Regions from separate parts of the Mus musculus genome. Here region 2 is linked to region 1. A link is a contact called in public Hi-C data. All regions are on one chromosome and are shown on one strand. The core of a region is the stretch at or near the end of the contact, and the rest is flanking DNA. Distances in the headings are between cores, read along the strand shown. Region 1 overlaps Gm32210 (a long non-coding RNA gene). Region 2 overlaps Gm13986 (predicted gene 13986).

Evidence for each region. A called contact is a pair of places that touch in the nucleus more often than the background predicts.
Region 2: a Hi-C map of the C2C12 cell line shows a contact between it and region 1, with 1.9 times the contacts expected there. The contact joins two enhancer-like sites. A contact is called at or near these places in 1 of 15 datasets of contacts at CTCF or cohesin (the NIH/3T3 cell line), 4 of 484 Hi-C or Micro-C datasets (the C2C12 cell line, adipose-derived mesenchymal stem cells, muscle stem cells and 1 more) and 1 of 115 datasets of contacts at active chromatin or transcription factors (bone marrow-derived macrophages).

Annotation. Positions count from the first base shown.
Region 1 is chr2:117,728,910-117,733,953 of GRCm38.p6, reverse strand. The region is part of intron 2 of Gm32210 (a long non-coding RNA gene); the gene reads right to left. Among named protein-coding and RNA genes, the nearest start is that of Gm32210, 26 kb to the right of the region's middle. Within about 2 kb of position 2,498, at least 38 of the 459 cell types and tissues checked have an H3K27ac peak or open chromatin away from gene starts, as enhancers often do. A contact at or near this core is called in the C2C12 cell line, where this site is marked.
Region 2 is chr2:117,948,828-117,953,963 of GRCm38.p6, reverse strand. All of the region lies in intron 8 of Gm13986 (predicted gene 13986), which reads left to right. Among named protein-coding and RNA genes, the nearest start is that of Gm25308, 130 kb to the left of the region's middle. Within about 2 kb of position 2,808, at least 50 of the 459 cell types and tissues checked have an H3K27ac peak or open chromatin away from gene starts, as enhancers often do. A contact at or near this core is called in the C2C12 cell line, where this site is marked.

The sequences.
Region 1 (5,044 bases), core at 1,249-3,748:
TTCACTGCAAATTAGATAAATACTTGACTAAAGTATTATATTGTAAAGTAATCTAATTCATAAGTTCAGAAATTCTTGAATATTACTTGCATACATTTCTGGAATAATTTAACATCCATACCTTTTTTACTATATGCCCAAGAGGACGAATATTTAGTCACTAGTACTTTAGTTTTTAGTCTGCCAGAATCTAACAGAAATCAGTTCAAGGAAGAGCATTTCTTAGTGGTCACACATGACAAGACAGCCCTTATTTGCCATTAAAGTACAACTGCAGGGGTTGTAACAGTATATACATAACCTGTACAGGCTTGAACCAGACCAAATGCCAACAGGCAGATGGTAGCTAGGCCATGGTGCTTTCAACCACTGTTAGCTTCTAGGAGAGGCAGAGCTAGGCTTTACTCAAAGTTTAGATCCTGTTAAATTGACCACACTCCAGTGGAAGACCACACATCCAAGAATTGGTCTTGGTGGTTAAAAAAGAGGATATAATGTTGGGTGGGATTTGGAGAGAGAGAGAGAGAGAGAGAGAGAGAGAGAGAGAGAGAGAGAGAGAGAGAGAGACAGAGAGAGAGAGACAGAGAGAGACAGAGAGAGACAGAGAGACAGAGAGAGACAGAGAGAGAGACAGAGAGAGACAGAGAGACAGAGAGAGAGACAGAGACAGAGACACAGAGACAGACAGAGAGACAGAAAGACAGAGACAGACAGAGACAGACACAGAGACAGAGACAGACAGAAAGAGAGATCTGGAAAGAGTTAAAGGTCTATGGCAGGCATGAAGAGGATTTAAGCACATTGTACAAAATTCTCAAAGAACTAGTGTGTGTGTGTGTGTGTGTGTGTGTGTGTGTGTGTGTGTTTTCAAGACCAATATTTAGGGCTATGGTTATTCCATTTTGAAGTGCTTACCTAGCATGTATTAGGCCTTACATTCATTTTCTAGTCCTACCAAAAATTCAAAACAACAAAAATTTTCTATAAAACCAACTCCCCCCCCCCTTTTTTTTTCAAATAACTCCTGGACTTGCTCATCCTTTTGGTCCAGTGAGACTGACTCTAAGTTTAGGAAACTCTGAGATTGACTACACAGAAGTCTCGCATTGTAAAATCACAATAACTATCCCTGTTGGAGCTTCCCTATGATTCTATTCACAGACCTTTGAAAATTCTATGGTTAAATGATTTCTCTCAATAACAGTAATAGTATGCCAGTCCTGAACACTCTCCAGCATGTTCTGAATGTACTCATACAAAGGGATAGAGGACATTTAGCAGAGAGTCTCATGACTAAGGTCAAAGGTGGGACATGTACAAGAAGGAGACACTTGGTGGCCTGTGTTACTTATGCAGAGATCCTGTGGGACTCCAATCCTGGCAGTGTAAGTGCATTGATAGTCATCATAACCTCAGCCTTAGTATCCGAAATAGACAGAGGCTTACTTTCTTGGGCTGGAAGAACAATTATCTGCCAAGTGGGAGATATACTTGCTCCTCCTTAATGGGTCATCACAGCAAATGTTGAGTAGCAATGACCTCATTCTATACCACTGTGTCCAATGTTTGATGTTAGAAGGGCTATAAAAGCTTTTTTCTAGATAGTTAAGTTGGATTGAACGATAAACAGTATGAAAGTTTCTGGTCTTCAAAGGCAAACTTATTTAAGTGAAATCTAGGCAAATAGCAGATCAAGTTAAGAGAAAATCATTTCTACTCGGTGAAGAGGTTATTTTTGTGGTGGCAGCCCCAGCAGAATCATTCACAGCACTCAGAAGTCATTATTGGAGCTCGCTTTTGGCAAGCCTGAAGCATTATGTGATCCAGAGAAATACTTTCTAATTATTAAAAACATGATATTGAAGGAACAAATGTTGTTGGCACCCACCAAGTGTATAATTGATTCAAAAGTCCAGTCCCAAAATAATTGTAACAAAACCATGTCTGTGAAACCTTCGCTGAGAATATGTGAGTGAGTGGGTACCACATTTTCTGCCCTTTAGTAGGATTTGGGAGTTAGATTACATGCTTTGTCTTTGGAACTAAAATGAAGAGCTGTTGCCCCAGGGAGACTGTAACTGAGGCCATGTGAAATAACTAAGACATTAAAATGGCAGACAAGCACTTGCTAGATTCATAAAATGTTTATTACATTGGCCTGTTGAATTCTCCTGACTGGAGAAAATGCTATCTCTCTTTAGAGAGATAGAAAATGAAATGGGCTGTGTGAAGTGAGGTGGAGGGGAGAAGAAAAAAGGAGAGGAAATGGCCAAAGCCAAGCAGAGCAGCTGTAATAGAGGAGGGTCAGGTAGGGATACAGAATGGCCTTGAATATGTGGATGGATGGATATATGGATGGAGGCACTGTTTTAAGCCACTCTGTTGTTAGACTGAAAGCAGTGAATTTGGAGAAGTAGCCAGACTGCTGTGCTTAGGGTCACACAACTGTTAGTATACTTCAGAGTTTGAGTTCCCAGGGTGTTGCCCAGTCATTCCTGTGGTTTGTCTCAACATGACAAGCGTTCTTGAGAAAGTTGTGGTCACAGTAGTTAGCCACTTGAATGACAAGACTGAAATAAGTGTCCATCTATTAAGGAGGGTATGTATTTTCAGAGCTTAAACAAGCCGCTAGATGGAGGATGCCTGGTGCTCAGAGTCATGGTACACAAATGTACTATTCAAGTTGGAATTGTGGAGCCTTGCTCTATTCTTTACCTTCTATTTGTCTCCTGATAGGACCAAAGACCTATTCAGTGCCTCTGGATTTCTTCCTGGACTTCCCCTGAAGCTTATCCAGGGGCAAGGGCAGAGTACTGCATATTCTGGCTCCTGGTCTTGCAATTTCAGTTTCTATGATGACCTTAGGATTTTTCTTCTTCTCCACTTCTTTGCAGATCATTCAATTCAGCTCACTTCCTTAGGACAAGTCATTGCTTGCTGACTGACTATGCATGTGCCTGGCCCTAGGATACAAAGATATCTGAAGTCTAATAAATCTCCAGTTCACTCTTCACCACATGAATATCTTCTTCAGAGTCTGAAAGTACCTGTCATTCAATAGCTGTGTGATGCTGAGGTTACTTCAGCCTTTTGTGCCTCACATCCTTCATCTGATGACTGAGATGAGGTTTACAGTAGTTAGTACATATGAGAGTATAGTGTAGATCCTATTTATAGTAAGCATCCAATAAGTATTACATATTTCTATTACTGTATTTAGCTTACTGCCTTCTAAGAAGGGCATATCTTCTATTAGATATTTTCCTTATTTCCAGTCTTCCATTTTATTCCCTACATGCATGTTTTCTTTCTTGTAAGTTCTGTCTGGTATCATAAAAGCTCAGTTGTAAAATTTTTACTCAGCTATAAGAAAGAATAAGATTTATGCTGTTTTCAGGCAAATGAATGGAACTGTAGATCATTGTGTTAAATGAAATAAGCCACACTCGGAATAATATAATATGCTTTTTCTATGATGTCATCCTAGATAAGAAAAGGGGCATGAAATTAAGCAAGATAGAAGGAAGACAGGGGTTAAAATAGCAGGTGACAAATATGATCAAAGTATGTTACATACATATATGAAAGTGCCTCTTATTCACTCTGATCCTGTGGGGAATTATTACAATGCTAAGGCTCATTTGCTGTTTGTCTCTAATAGTTTTATATTTTCAGGCAAGTGCTATATAAACTTTATGCATATGTATTAGATATTATAATGAGCGCTTTTAGAATGTCTGGGCTTATGTTACAATACTTTGGAGGGGTAGACTAGGATCAGATGTTTAAAGCCATTTTCAGCTACATAGTGAGTTTTCTGGCCTATATGAGAACATGTCCCCAAAACGAGTAAAAAACAAAACAAAATTCCACTATTATTTATTACAGGAAGAAATTGTTGAACTGGTTCATTCAGTAAGGGGCAGGATTGTGGCTCACCAAGGTTCAGCTATGCTAAATTAGATTCCCTGTTGATTCTTATATAAATTGAAAAGCAGGTTATGACAAGCCATGGATGGCATCAGCTTTTAAAGAGCCCTGTCCAGGGAACAGTTTCTCTATATTATTTAACTGCCCTTCTCCCTGCCCCACCTCTGGGTGCTAGAAATCCTTTGTTTAGGGCTGCTATAAGGTACTTCTTCCAAAAGAGGATCAGGGAGTACATTTTCTGAGGCAGGGATTAGGATAGGGGTTTCTATGTTATCCAAGGTTCTGGAGACAGGAGAATAATTCCCAAGACAGTCCCTCTGCCCCAGTAGCACATGGCAGGCATGAGTGATCCATAGCCCTTGTCTGGTTACATTTACCTGGATATGTGCGTCTTAGCAAAAGAGCAGTTCTTCACGGTGAATGTTCATAGAAGGAAGAGCTGACACTTGAGAGACCAATTCTGGTCCATAGATCCTGCCCTGGATTCAGAGCTTATTGGATATAATAGTTCCTATGGACCCTGCCTCCTTGTCTTTGTGTAAACTCCTGCCTCTAGGAAGAGCAATCACCATGCTCTTTCCAGAGATGCAAAACCAGGGAGGTCCTTCAAGGTTGCTCTGCTCTACCTCACATTGAGAGGCCCTACATAGGACAGTGCATGGCAGAGAAATTGTGCATTTGTGCATACTGACAAATACTCCCAAGCAGGGACTTTGTTTTCCTTGGTCACTTACTGCAGATTCCAGAGATGATGTCAGAGAGAGAGCCAGAGACTTTAATGCCCACTTTGACTTGGATGATGGAGAAAGGGAAAATTTCTCTCCCTTGATTCATAAGCATTCTGTTCTTAGATGGGATAAAGAATTCTCTGTTAGAATTCTTTAAGCTCAAGCAGTGTACAGCAGCATGCAGTGGGCAGCACACTTAGAAACACCCTCAGCTTTGTTCTTTCTTAGTGTCCCACTCCCTCACTTCCTTCATGATCCCTAACGAAAAAGCAAAACTCATCACACTTTGCCTTTAGATTCTGTGGCTAGGAATTTGATCAAACCATAAAACTCTAGGAATTCACATAGTGAAATAAGATTAAGTCCCGTTCATTTCAGCCCAGTCT
Region 2 (5,136 bases), core at 1,559-4,058, 220 kb before region 1:
AGCCTAGTACTCAGATTTTCTTTCAACAGGATTGTATTTTATGTAAGTTAGGTTCATCATTCTGTCCTACATTAATTAATTAATTAATTAATTAATTATTCACTTTACATTCCTATCAAAACCCACCTCTCTTCTTTTCTTCAAATTCTACCCTACTCCTTATTCCTCCCTCTCCCATGCCCCCCCCCCAATTCTCCTCAGAGAGCAGAGAGGTGAGCTCCCTTTACTGGTACCAACCCGACCTGGCACATCAAGTTGCATCAGGACTAAGCACATCCTCTGCCACTGAGGCCAGACAAGGCAGCCTAGCTAGGGGAAAGGAATCCGAAGACAGGCAACAGAGTCTGAGACAGCCCCTGTTCCAATTGTTAGGGGACCCATATGAAGACCAAGCTGCATATCTGCTATATATGTGTAGGGGGCCTAGGTTCAGTCCAAGCTCTTTTGTTGGTTGTTCAGCCTCTGTGAGTTCCTATGAGTCCAGGTTAGTTGGCTCCTTAGGTCTTCTTGTGGCACTCTTGACTCCTTCAACTCCCTCAGTCCTTCGCCTGACTCTTTCACAAGACTTCCCAAGCTCTGCCTGATGTTTGGCTGTGGGTCTCTACATATGTTTCCATCAACTGCTGGATGAAGCCTTTCAAATGATAGTTATGCTAGGCTCCTGTATATAACCATAGCAGAGTATCATTATTAGTGTTAGGGGTTGGCTGTCTCCCATAGGGTGGATCTTAAGCTGGAGCAATTATTGGTTGACCATCCCCTCAATCTCTGCTCCTTCTTTATCCCTGAAAATATTGTAGGCAGCACAAATTTTGGGTCCAAGGTTTTGTGGATGGGTTGGTGTCCCCCTCCCTCCACTGGAAGTCCTGCTTGGCTATAAGAGTTGGCCACTTCAAGTTCCATATTCTCAGCTGTTAGGAGTCTCAACTAGAATCACCCCCATATTCTCCAAGACTCTCCCCTATCCAAGTCGCTGACTTGTCCTAGAGATACTTCTCATTCCCCCTTACTTCGCAGACCTCTTACTCCCACCTCCGTTCTCCCCACACCCGATCTCCACCAGCTTTCTCCTCTTCACCCACATCTCTGTATTCATCTACTTCTGTGTCTGTTTTGTTTCTCCTTCTGAATGAGATTTAGGTATCCTTCTTTGAACCTTCTTTAGCTTCTTTGAGTCTGTGGATCATAGCATGGTTAGCCTATATTTTATGGTTAATATCCACTTATAAGTGAATATATACCATGTGTGTTTTTCTGGGTCTGGGTTACCCCACTCAGGATATTTTCTAGTTCCATCCATTTGCCTGCAGATGTTATGATGTCCTTGTTTTTAATAGCTGAGCAGTGTTCTATTTTTTGGTTGAGGGACATCTGGGTTGTTTCAGTTTCTGCCTATTATGCCCAAGGCTGCTATGAACATAGTTGAGAAAGTGTCCTTGTGGGATGGTAGAGCATCTTTTGGGTAACATACCCAGGAGTAGTATAACTGGGTCTTAAGGTAGAACTATTCCCAATTTTCTGAGAAACTGCCAGACTGATTTCCGGAGTGGTTGTACAAAATTTGCATTTTCCTCTACAGACAACTAGTTAGACCAGCACCATTTGTTAAAGACACTTTCTTTGTTCCTTTGTATGGTTTTGGCTTCTTTGTCAAAAACCAAGTATCTGTAGGTATGTGGATTTGTTTTGGGGTCTTCAATTCTATTCCCTTAATTTATCTTTTTTAATGCCAATACCATGCATTTTTATTACTATTGCTCTGTAGTACAGCTTGAGATCAGGGATTGTGATACCCTGAGAAGCTCTTTTATTATATAGGATTATTATTATTATTATTATTTTGCTATCCTGGGTTTTTTATTTTTCCATATGAAATTGAGAATTGATCTTTCAAGGTCTATGTTAGAATTTTGATACTTTATGTTTGTGTAGCTTGGTGTTTTGTTGAACTTCTAACAGTGGCAGTGAGGAGTGTCTGACTCTTTTGCTTGTGCTTGGGACCCTTTTCCTCCTACTGGCTTGCCTCATCCAGCCTTGATATGAGGGTTTAGGTCTAGCTTTGTTGTGTCTTGTTAGGCCATGTAGGGAGGATATCCCTGGGATGCCTGCTCATTTTTGTTAAAGGGAAATGGAAGAGGAGTGGATCTGAAGGAGAAAAGAAGGGAGGAGAGGGACTGGGATTAGTGGATGGAGGGCAAACTGCATTCAAAATGTAATGTGTGAGAGAAGAATATAAGAAAATAAATAAATAACCTAGAAAATTTCAAGCCTGTACTGCTTGAGTGAGCAGAAACTAACTTATTTTGGGGTGTGTGGGGGAAAGAGGTTGGCACAGAGTTGGTATGGATAAGGCAGGAAGTGTACAAACCACAGGTTGGCACAAGCCTGTGAAAGCCATCTGCATGTCTTCAGACACCCCCAAAGGCATTTGTCACCCTGCCCCCACTTCCCTCCCAAAGCTGAAAGCCTGTGCATGTGCCCCAGGGATTGGGATCCCAGGAATGTACCTCATGCTAATAATCCTATAATCTTCTTGGGCTGGGCAGAGAGCAGAGGTATTCCCAAATAGGACAGTGCACTCGAGGTCTGCACGTTTTTGTGAAGTCAGGAGAGGAAAATGTATAATGAGAAAATATTCACAATTTTTATTCCTTTCCCTGGCTCTTTCCTTTCTCATTTTCTTCTTTCTTTTTCATTTCTCATGTACATCTTGTGGGATGGCATCTTGGCTCTAGTTCAGGTACATTGCAGTGTGGTGGTGGAGAAGGCCTGCGGTTAGCTAGGTTATCCTGAACAACAACAAAGAAACTAAATACCCACTTGGAGGTGGTCCAGATGTTTCCCAGCGAGTCTTGCCCTGCTATAAGGCACAGAAAGCCCATGCAAAGGAGCCTGGAAATGTGGTTAGACCTATTTATTTTTCAGCACAGGGGGAAATTAAAAGCAGAAATCTGAATTGCCATTGAGAGTTAATTCTGAGTTAATTAATCCAGGGAGCGACTGCCACAAGGACAGCTCAGTCTGTCTAAACCTGGGGCAAGAGAGCAGGGCCCACAGTCATCCTCCTGTTGCAGTGTTCCTGGGGAGCTTTTTGCTGTCTTAGCACACCTGGCTGTACAGATGGACTGTGCACACCTACTTTCTTGTCATGGAGTTATACAGTCATTGGTGGCTAGCAGGAAGCTATAAAGTGATAAATGACAGAAAATGAAAAAACTTATAAAGGATGGTAATTTGTAATAAGACCACGATATCTTAGTACACTTAGAGGTGAGTTTTAAAATCCTCTCTTTTCTAGTTCACTACACACAGAGGTTACAACTGGCTTAATGCCACCAGTGCCTGGCACACTGAAATCATCAATCAATGAACGGAGACTATTTTAATCTCTTTGTTCTTGAACTTTCTTTTCAGAGATCTTTGTTGAGGTTGTAGAAGTCTCCATGAGAGAATATTTATAACAGTCTCAGGTACTTTTATATTTTAAGCATATTTTAATGCATTTTACTTTAGAACTTAACTGCTGTTGGATACCTCTGTTCTGCTCTGTTCTCTGTAAAGCAAGGTGTGTGTGTGTGTGTGTGTGTGTGTGTGTGTGTGTGTGTGTGATACTCTCAATTGTGAGAGATCCAAGTGGGACACTACAAGCCCTGTGTAAATGAAAGAGTCACACAGTGGACTTTGTTGCAGAGGCAACAGTGTGAGTGATCCCTATACAATGCAGACATTTCCTTGTTATTCCTCCTTTTGCTGATGCCTCCCCTCCCATCTCTCTGCTTTTGTTTTTCTGTAATTTTTAATTTTAGAAATGTAGAACTCAAAAGCATGGGATTTTTTGCATCCTTTTTTCTTGCTTAGGTTGCCAGTGCATTTTCTTTTTCTTCTCTCTTTCGTCTGCTCTCTATCTTCTCTGTCTCTGTCTCTGGGTGTGCATTCTTCCTCTCTTTATTTCCTCATTACTGCTTCTTCAATAAGACATTTTAGATATGTTTCCTCTATGAAAACTTCATATAAAAAATACTGTGTCTAGTGTCATTGGCTCTTCTACAAACCTTTAAAAAAATTGTCCTTTCCAAGGAACCAAAGGTAATTTCCCCCCTAAGTTGGAGACATTGCTCATCTTTTCTTTTATTTGTTTACTTCCTAACAAGGAACTCTCTCCTTTGGACTGAGAACAAATATCTGAGTGTGGAGACTGACAGTGGCTAGCATCTCAGTGTCTAGTCCCCATCCACTTTCAAAAGTTGTCAGCGCCCCAGGGACATTATTCATGTCTATGTTTTTTTCTTTCTGGTGTGGGGCTCATCAGAATTGTGTGACATGCAGTTGTTATGTCTTGTTGGTCTCTTATTATGAAACAGCTCCTCAGTCTTTCTTCATCTTGACATTTTCAGAGTTGTGACTACTTATCGAATGTCCCTCAATTTGGGTTTGTCTGACATTATGTCTGGATTAGACCCAGGTTATACATTTACAGCCTAAATGCCATGAAAGTTATGTTATGTCTTTCTAGGCACACCAGGAGGCACTGATGTCAGGGTGTCCTACGCTGCTGCTGCTTTTAACTGTGCTTGTGAGTTAGGGCAATGGCTGCTGGCTTTCTCTGTTCTCTCATCTCTTCATCTATTCTGTACATTCTTTAGTTGGAATTTATCATAAGGAAAAATTCCTATTGTCTGCCAGCCTATCTCTCTATCATGTGTGTGTGTGTGTATGTGTGCGTATATGTGTATGTATTTCTATTAATCTGTCTACCTACCTTCTATGAAATCATGAATTTTAATTTCATTCATGTTATAAACTGTTAGCATGATTGCTTATTTTGGTACTCAAACTGTACTACATTTGGATAGTGGTGTCTCCTTTGTCTCCTCTGTCCTCTGCCTGTGACTCTGAGTAACATGTATTACTTTAGAACCTAAGATTGCACATCCACTTATGTCCCCTTTGTTGAATTCCAACATGGAGAGGGATGAGAGTAAGGGTGACACACTGCAGCTGTCTGCATACAAGGATGCAGCCCAGGGGATTTTGTCACTAAAAATAACACCTGTTTCATTACCACTATAAAGTATAGTTTAATAATGACCATATGGAATCTCATTTACAATAAAATTTTATGGGATGGGTAGCATT